Regions from separate parts of the Drosophila melanogaster genome. Here region 1 is linked to region 2. Evidence: chromatin contacts called from public Hi-C data. All regions are on one chromosome and are shown on one strand. Each heading gives the region's core, a stretch centred on a gene start, on an enhancer-like site or on the middle of the called end of the contact. The rest is flanking DNA. Distances are from core to core; before and after follow the strand shown. Region 1 holds the start of mys (myospheroid). Region 2 overlaps Tbh (Tyramine beta hydroxylase).

What was found. Hi-C and Micro-C count contacts between places; a contact is called where the count stands out from the background.
Region 1: a Hi-C map of the Kc167 cell line shows a contact between it and region 2, with 2.1 times the contacts expected there. The contact joins the promoter of mys here to the enhancer-like site in region 2. A contact is called at or near these places in 2 of 107 Hi-C or Micro-C datasets (the D17-c3 cell line and the Kc167 cell line).

Annotation. Positions count from the first base shown.
Region 1 is chrX:8,059,176-8,063,878 of dm6, reverse strand. It overlaps mys (myospheroid), which reads right to left and starts at 2,234. Exons shown (of 7, transcript NM_080054.3): 1 at 2,154-2,234; 2 at 1-39. It also overlaps a transcript of fs(1)h not described here.
Region 2 is chrX:8,025,304-8,029,988 of dm6, reverse strand. Tbh (Tyramine beta hydroxylase) reads right to left here. Exons shown (of 8, transcript NM_176711.3): 8 at 2,595-4,443. The coding sequence ends at 4,140. Among named protein-coding and RNA genes, the nearest start is that of CG15333, 6.3 kb to the right of the region's middle. Within about 2 kb of position 1,793, at least 5 of the 39 cell types and tissues checked have an H3K27ac peak or open chromatin away from gene starts, as enhancers often do. A contact at or near this core is called in the Kc167 cell line, where this site is marked.

The DNA of each region.
Region 1 (4,703 bases), core at 985-3,484, 33 kb before region 2:
TGCTGTGTGTGCTCTGTCTCTGTCGCTTCTGTGCGCCGGCTGCAATGGTAAGTGAATTAAAATTGTTGGATTTAGCACTAGATGTTAAGTAAGGGGCAGAAATTATTATAAAAGCCATTCCTGGTTCACTTATATTTCTAATGCTACATATTTTATATTATTTTTTTTTATATGCCTTAATCTTTCATTTATTTTTAAGACACAATTTGATTTCTTCGATTTCGCTGCAATTTTTACGAACGCCGGTGTACGTAAAAGTCCAGCTGCTGACTGCACTGCTTGTCGAGCACTGCTTTCTCCGCGTGCCCTGCTTTTTTCTTTATTGCAACAACAAACAACAGCAAATGGCCGCACATCTGTCCCCTTTTTTTGTTGTTTCTTTCGCTCTACCTTAATGTTTAATTTTATTTTCTCATCAACTTGGCCAGATGACTCATCTCACAAACACACACACACACCAAGCGATTGATGTACGAACTTGTGTGTGGGTGTGCGTGCCTGCGTGCTTTTGTTGTTTTTTTTTGTTGGCCTCCGAAAAGAAAAGGAAAAAAGCGGAAGGAAGAGAGCTTTCGATAAACGTCAAATGCAATGCGAATTACTCATTCGAGCACGTTCCGTTAGCACGCTCTCTCGCTCTCTTGGCTCCTGGCAAAATGTAAACAAAGGCCGAACGAACAATGAGTGGTCATTGAGTCAGCTTCGCTGGGTTTCCTTTCCGCCTAAAGCCACATGAATCACTCACTCCAAGCCACTCAAGACTCAAATCAAAATTCCATATGCACGGAACGGAAAAAAAAGGGCTGCAGATTACGTATACGTATGGGTGTTGTGTTGGTCGGCTATTTTTAAACGCCCACGCACACACAACACAACGAACACTAACACACCACAGAGCTTGATTTGCAGCAGATCGTGTGCCGAAAGGAAAACAAACTAAAAACGACTAAGCCCATGTTTATATACCCTTGGATTGAATAATTTCATTCGATTATCATTTATACACCCAGTCACAGCATATCAAAGTTATGAGTTGTGCACTTAGTAGTAGTTTTAATCAGTTTTTTAGCTAGCAAATTCGTAATACTATAAACCGCCTGAGTAAACAGCATCTGCAGCGCATAGTTTCAACCACGGATGGACGCCCACAGCCATTGGGCCAAAAACGAGGCACATCTGGGCCGCCCACATGTGGGCGTACTGGTTAAACCAGCGGCGCGCAGAGGATTTCATTTTTTTTATTGTTTTTTTTTTGATAGCTTTGGTAAAATTGGTTTTTACTTCCAGTTACAGTTGGTTTCAAATTCGGTTGGCTGTTTATAAAGTGGACAATTACCCCGAAAATCTGGGCAATCCCCTGACAAACACAAATTCCTGCTGCTGCCACTGAGCTCTTGATTTTTGTACGCTCTTTTCGCTTCTGCCTACGTACTCTACTCGATTTTTAGTTCGAGTGCAAGATCTCCGGGGTGGGGAAGTTGCACTGAAAAGGGAGGGGGCGTAATCAGCAATTGGCGTCGCGAAGTCGCCGATATGCACACTCAAAGAAATAAATAAATATGATGAATAATAATAACAAAAAAAATGAAACGAGTGAATGTATCGTGAGGATTCATTATTTTTTTTAGCTCAACAAACAACCCACACACAGATACGGCGTTCGGTGTGTGCGTGCCTGTGTGTCGTCACTGCGAATGAAATCATCGAAAAAAGAGGAGATAAAAGTAGCGCTTCGATATTGCTTCCTCTTTTTTTGGGCAAATGCAGCCCGGAATCCATTGATTTCTTACGTAATACCCACTATTTCACCCGCTATCTGATTAATCGCAGCACTTTGGCTTAACTTTCGCTGCGTTTTCGCTGATAATTCGCGATATTAATTTCCATCAGGGCGGCACTTTTCTTATTTTGATTTGCCTTCTCGCACACTTGTGGAGTTCCCACTCACACGCACACACTCGCACACTAAACACTAGCACTGTGCACACACGCAGTTATTACAATTACTTGCCACCGTTATTCGCTAGATCAGCGAATTTAACTCTTATCGGGTGACACGAAAAACCAAAAAAAAAAATACAATTCGACTGCAGAAGCAGCAGCTGAAGGCCGCCAATTGGTGTCGGGAATTGGATTTGGATTAAATTAATATTTACTGCTTTGCTTTGTCCGCGGATCTGGTCTGTTGTTCAGTGTTACCAGATGGTGTCAGCAGGGGGTGGAACAACAGTCAATGTTCTTTCGATATTTGCCATCCGATGTTCGCCAGTGTTGTTAAATAGCTCTGGTCACACCGAGCCTAGGAACAGTGTTGCACAGTTTTGGAGGACTGTGTCTCCGCTAAAAGAGACATTTGTGCTCGCAAACACAATCCGATAAGTAATCGAGAAACACGTAAAGGAACTCTGGTTATCGGAGTCACTTATTGCACGATAGTTTCAGACAAAAACGCCTGCTTATATCGATGACAGCCTTGTTTTTGTTGCGCTTACGTTACGAAATTAATGTAAAGTAGCCGACGAATCTACGTTCTACCAGTATAAATGGATTAAAACTAACAACAGCATAAGTGTAAACTGCTGGTGAATTTCCCAAATAGCCATATGAAAAAGCTAAAAGTACGTGCAAATGGTTGAGAAAAGGAGAGAACGAAAGCCACTATGAGTTTGCGAGAGTATGTGTGACTACTTTGCTCTCTGGCTCTCTCTATCACACACACTCGCACAGAACGCTCTTCTCACATGCTCTCTCTCGGCCGGTAGCTCTAGCTGTCCCGCTCTCGATTTATCAATAAAAGCAGTGCGTTAGAGCGGCATAGCCGCATGTACCAAGCGCGTGCGCCTCGTGCCCGTCGGCTGTCCATGTGTGCGTGTGTATTCGCATTTTCAGTAATTTCGAAAAAAAATTTTGTATATTTGATGGCGACTCAGAAGAAACTCGCGCGTTTGTCGAAAAATCGTAGCGCGTACGTATATATCGGTGTGTAGAAATTACTAAAAATTGTGGTAAAAAATGGCAAAAATTATATAAATTTGTGTTCGAAGTGGAGTGCTAATTGCGGGGGATCAGATGCGAATGGAAAAATGTTGAAATTTATAAGATTTTAGCGCCAAAAAATGCATTTGAAAAATGTGAGACTTCAATGGACATGACAAATTTTTTTTTTCATTTTTTTCGGTGGTGGAACAAAAGCGAACGAAAGAGGAGCAAGAAGCAGAAACGTTCGTCAGTGTGTGTGCGTGTGTGTGTCGAGTGAGGGGGCATGAGCATGAACGTGTGTAGTCACCAAGTGAATAATATTAACAAATAAAAGAAGAAAAAACGAAAAAAGAGGAATACACACGCAGAAGCGCGCGAAAAGTTTCACTCGAAATGAGAAAAAACAAAAGCAAAATATACTAGCGCTAGTTGATTTTCGCTAGCAAAAAGAAACCGACGTGCACATTGAAAATCTATAATTTTGTCGATTTTGTTATTGTATTTTTTGATTTTGCGGTTTTGCGGCGCCGTCGGTAACGTTAGCATACCGTTACGTGGCCTACGTAGCGTGGTGACGTACAGAAGACGCTTACGTTGTGGGTTACGTTACATTTGTCGCTGGGGATTTTACTCTTTCTCCCTCTCTTTACGCCACACTCATTCTCTGGCGCGCGCAAATCCAAAAATCTCGAGAAAAAAAATAGTGCCCGATGTGACCAATATTTTTTGTTTTTATTTTTACAGTTGCAACTTTTTAACAATCGTGTACAATCTGTATGTTGTATATGTTCAATTCAAAATTCAGCAACAATAGCAACAACGCAATTCAGCAACAACAACAAACAAAACCGACAAGCTAAACTTGGCTAAGACAAAATCAACATCCAGCGGCAGCGCGGCCATAAACAAAGCCAAAATCAAAAGTCATTCGGATATATACATATATTCGCCCATAATAGCGAATAAACAGTAACAGAACGAGTGGATTTAACGAAACAACAAAAAGAAAAGAAGAACGATAAAATCCAAAGGAAAAGTAAGTTTAAAAAGTGCAGCGCACGTGGCGTTTACCCCCGCCTCCTCCACCACTAGCCGCCCACCTTCGCACAGTGGAAAACGACACAAGAGCGCGCCTCTTCGGTTTGCCCCAAGGACACTTTGCATTTTCTGCTAGTTTTCGAGTATTTGCTTAGGGGTCAGCAACCCGGCAAAATGGAGGGAAATTTCGACACGACAGCTGCTTTTCCCCGGATTTATTCAACTGCCGCAACAACCCTTTTTTCCCCGTGGCCTGGGAAAACGATGCATTCCATGTTTATTTACAATTTAACTGTGCAATAACTGAGATACCAAATGTTCCCAGGGTGATTTCGAATTAATCTGCTACTTCTACTGATCCTAGATTTCTTTTAACTCGAATGCAACATCATATCGTTTTTGAAAGCAAAGCAGTCCAAATGATTATTATAAAAATAAATAAACTAATCTAGTTTACTATTTACATTCCCAAAGATGTGATTTGTTGGAAAGATTTGTTCGTTTCACTTTTATATTTTGAGAGATTTTCCTTTATACTGTGAATATTATTCATATATATTATTCACTATAAATAAATAGTATCTGTGCATCCCACAGATTTCCTATATTTTATCATAATATTCAATGGCAAATGACTTCGCGCCCTCTCCCAATTTCCATTTCTCTCTTTCTATAAATCGCATATATCT
Region 2 (4,685 bases), core at 544-3,043:
TAATTTGCCCTCCATTTTTTTTTCTTTTTATATGCGTTTTATGTTCCCACAAAAGCTGAACGGAAAATGTCACATAATCAAATTTTTTTTAACGCAAGCGATTTAAGAGTTGCGGCCGCTTGCAAGAAAATTCCAAAATTTCCTGAGGATGACGGCTGACAAAAAAAAAAAAATAAAGAAAATGTATAAATAAAAGAGAGCAAAGTGGTGTTTCTGCGGCTCCTTGCGATGACATATGAAATATTAACAAGAACACCGCGTGCTTTTTACATTTTTGGAGGGCAGTGTATGTGCGTTATGTGAGTTTTGTGGGGCGGTGTTTCGAGAGATGAAAGTGCCAAAATCTGGATAAAAAACGGGAATGAGGCTCAAGCGGTGTGCCAAGGATCAAGCAAGTCGCACAATTCGCCATCGAGCGTGAAAACAAATTTACTTTAACGATTCCCGCAGCACGAAGGTGGCTAATTGGGAAGCCCAACGGGTTTTGCTCGATTTTCAACTACCTTCGAATTAAACAAGCATATTTATGCAGCGTTTTTCTAATCAGATGTTCTCATACCTATTTATGACAATTTGCAATTTATGAGCATAGCATATATTAAACGGTAATATGATTGCAACCGACAGTTTGGAATCTTCTTTGTAATTCTTTGTAATAATATTCGCTTAAAGGGTATCAACGAACTTCCCCCAAGTTGCGCTCTGCTCTGCCTGTCTGCCTGTCTGTCTGTCTGGCTGTCTGTCTGTTTGTATATAAATTAGAACACATCAAAAGTTTGTGACATTAAATTTGGTCCCTCGGCCGCGTTCGCCATTCCAGAAAAGCTCGTTCACACACGCCACCGATTGGGCCGCAGATAAATGTTTTAGCAGAATGTGTCTGCGGCTCAAACTGCGAATGGGTATGGGTATGGAAATGCCGTTGGCAGTAAGGATGCTGCACGGGCCCCAAAAAAAAAAAAACCCGGATCTATGCCACAGTCCCAGTGGCAAGGACTACCTCAAGCGTTACCTCGGCTCGGCCTATACAGTGCAATCTCTGAAACCAAAAAAGCGAACTCAAGCTGAATTGAGTTAACTAGTAGTTGATTATTCATTGAATTAGTTACTTGCACTTGGCCATTATGATTACGTTTCTTTTTTAATGTATAATTTGTATTATTTTCACTTGTATCCGTGCTTCACTGTACTGTTGCTAAGCGGAAACAGGCGGTCACGATGAAGGTTGGCTTGATTAAATGTTCTGCTCCTGTGTATTTTGTATGTTTGTGTGTGCGTTGTGTGTGTTTGTGCGTGTATGTGTGTGTGCGAGCGTGAAAATGCAATGACAACAGACCGAAAAAAGCGATTACGCACACAGACGCACGCACACACGCACAAGATGCGGAACGCGATGCCTTCACGTATGCCATTACGTTCGGTTGCGTTACGCATACGCCGCGTATGCCGCGGACCACTTGACTTTTCTCCCTTTCTCCACCACTGGCCTCAAAAAGTCGCTGAACTACCAGAAGAACCATGGCATAAAAGTTGAATAACTTAAAAAAGAATATATATATATATATATGTGCATAAATATATGTAGGTGTGCCTAAAATTGTGGATTGTGCGAGTGATTTCGCCTTGAATCTTAAATTATTAATTTATTTAATAGTTCATTCAATACATTGAGCATACAAGTGCGTGTACATATAGGCGTTTGTTCCATTTCGCCGCCCCTCCTTCGGATGTTCATTCTTATCGCTCATTCTGTTTGACTTTTCCTTGCCCTCGCTTACATCTTATTTTCGCTAGATTTTCCGCTGGCAAGGAGTGGAAATGCATGGAGCGTATATGTGTATATGTACATGAAGTCTGTCATCTGCTTGAAGGCTTCCAAGTCTGATGAATTAATGCTAATGGAATGGAAGCTGTTGTCTTTCGACTGCCAATATAAATCAGGCAAATAAATTTGACTAAAATAAAAGGCTGTAGAAATGTGGCAAATCGAAAACTATGACAGAACATTTTAATTGATGGCAATTTACATGATTTCTTCTCTGTGCAGCACTTTGGTTTCCGTAATGTAGTTTGTCTCATTCCCAAGCCCCCCGCCACGCCCACATTTCTTTTTTATTATTTTTTTTTTTTTGGGTGTGCGTGTACGCCCGTCGCCAATGAATATTAAAATATTTGTTGTTTCGTTAAAAACTTTTAATTGGATATTGCAGCGTTTTTAATACTCTCATGACTGCCCCCATCGCCACGTCCTTGCCCCTTTATCATGCTGGTCACACAAAAATTGTGCACAAAACTGAAAAATCAATTAAAATGGCCGCTCGCTGAAGGATCAAAAATTTCCAACAAGGACAATGAGTAACGAGAGTCCATTATTGGCGGGAATTAAGCCCTCGAATAATATCAAACACTCTGCGATTTCCGGTATTCTATTCCGTAGATAAAACGAAAGGAGACTCGACTTGACCATGCAATTCATGCGAATTGCTTGATACGTCAATGTAATTAATTGATAAATATTTGGCATTGTATCAAGTACTTGTGGAATGCATTCCATAGCAGTCACACAAAATATTCAATGAAAAATGCATGTTTCTGGTATGGTGGTCAGTTTTTATTAGATAATTATACATTTTACTTTTTTTTTGGTTTCGCTTTCGCTTGGTTTTTGTTTTTTATAAATATTTCATCTACATAGTTTATATATTCATGTGTATATATATTTCATTTATAGCCATAGAACAATTATCACATCTTACATATGTATGTTGGCTACACTTAAACGTATCCATTACATGTTTACTCAAATGTATGTCGGTGTGGTTGTGTGGATGTGTATGTGTTGGTGCATTTATGTCGATAGGTTCAACGGTAGTGAAAAGTAAGAAAAGCGTGAAGGTACTGATAGGGTTGGATTAATAGGGAATCGAATGGGGCGACTAGAGGATTCCCCTTTTTGTGAAAGAAACACATGGGTGCATGTGGTAAGCTCCTGGCTGTTGGTAGCCCATCTACCATGTCCCATGATCCCCTCTGCGCCAACTTTTCACATTTCCAATAAGATCTCATACCAATTTAATATATATTTTTTTCTCTTTCGATTTTTGTCCGTCTTTCTCGCCGAGTTTCTTGGTAATTAGACTTGGCAACGTCGGGTTGCATCAAAAGTTTGCTCATTTATATTGTATAAACAGAGTGAGTCCGCCATCCATTTCTTGGCCATCTTGTTTCCGGCCAGTTTGTCCGTTTAAGTACGTTCCGTTTCATTCAGTCAGTTGGCCATTTAATTTTTCAGCTGGCGCTGAGAAGTATGCTACAGTTTCGTCTCAGCCAAGTTCAGTGCGCTTGTGTGTGTGTGTTTCTGTGCGCGCGCGCTTGTGTGTGTGTGTGTGTGTGTGTGCGTGTGGGCCATGCTTTGTAAGCTGTGTCGTATTAAACGTTCTAGCCTGGCGGCGCTGTCAGTCGGCAAATTTCAAAGGCTGGCCAAAACAACAAGGGCAAAGGGCACAAACAAAGTCAAAGGCGAAAGCAAAGTGAAAGTGAAAGTAAAAAGGGTGAACAACATGGGCAGGATTGGTAAATGCATTAGTTATTTAAAGAGTGAAAACATTTGTTTTGCCCTGTTGCCCTTACACACACACACACACACACACACGCACACATACAAACGCGTTGATAATGCTAATGACCATGCAGATAAAGGGTAAAATACAAAGCGACTACAGTCAAACTTCCATAAGGCGTAAAAAACAAAACAAAAAAAAAGTGATTCCTCTGATTTCTGTTGCGAATTTCAAAGTAAAGTCAACAGAAACATTTAGGCTATCAGTTAGTTACTGTTAGTAAGAACTAACTAACCAAAATAGGAGTAAAATAACCTTTTTTTAAATGTTTTTAGATCTGTTTTCAAGCTTTTTTTGCTAAATATTCAAAAGTATTCATGAGTTAAGCTTTCAAAATAGACGTGAATGAGTTTAGCTTTTGCATAGGCGACTGTTGAAATCGAAATTCTCATATTATCCATGCCGTGCGCGTGTGTTGTATGTGCTGTATGTGTGTGTGTGTGTGTGGGTGTGGGTGTGAGTGTGTGCTATGCCACGCCCCCATTCGCCTATTCGCCTAATGCCTAATGTACGGCGCCCCTAATAGATGCACTCCCCCAGCAAATCGCAATCGCCCTTCTCCAATGGCTTCAGCCACAGCGGATTGTAGTTGGGGCACAGTTTGCGGTGAATGGGTATGCGAATTTGTACGGGCGTCGCAGCCACGCCCTCCCAGCTAGACCGCCCCTCGAAGCGAGTGCCATCGGACCTGTTGCACTGCATGCTCAGCGGCTCCTGCATGTACATGGTGTACAGCTGATCGATACGCGGCTGGGTCCATTCGATGCTCCGGTAATTGGACGACCTGGCTCCATTCAAATGCACGCCATGCTGATGCTCCGTGCTGCAAGCATACAAACGGATAATAAGGATTATATTATTATATTATATATAAGTTCTATCCTAACACAAATCGAATTCGCAACAATTAAGATTGTATACTAAATAATGTCTCAAAATTATCATTTATAAGTTATTATAAGTTTATACGTTTTTTTTTTTATGAAACAAACACAATTTGAATGCAGATATTTAAAACGCCTAATTGAAACGGAATTGATTAACTCCAAAAGTTTAAACAATGCA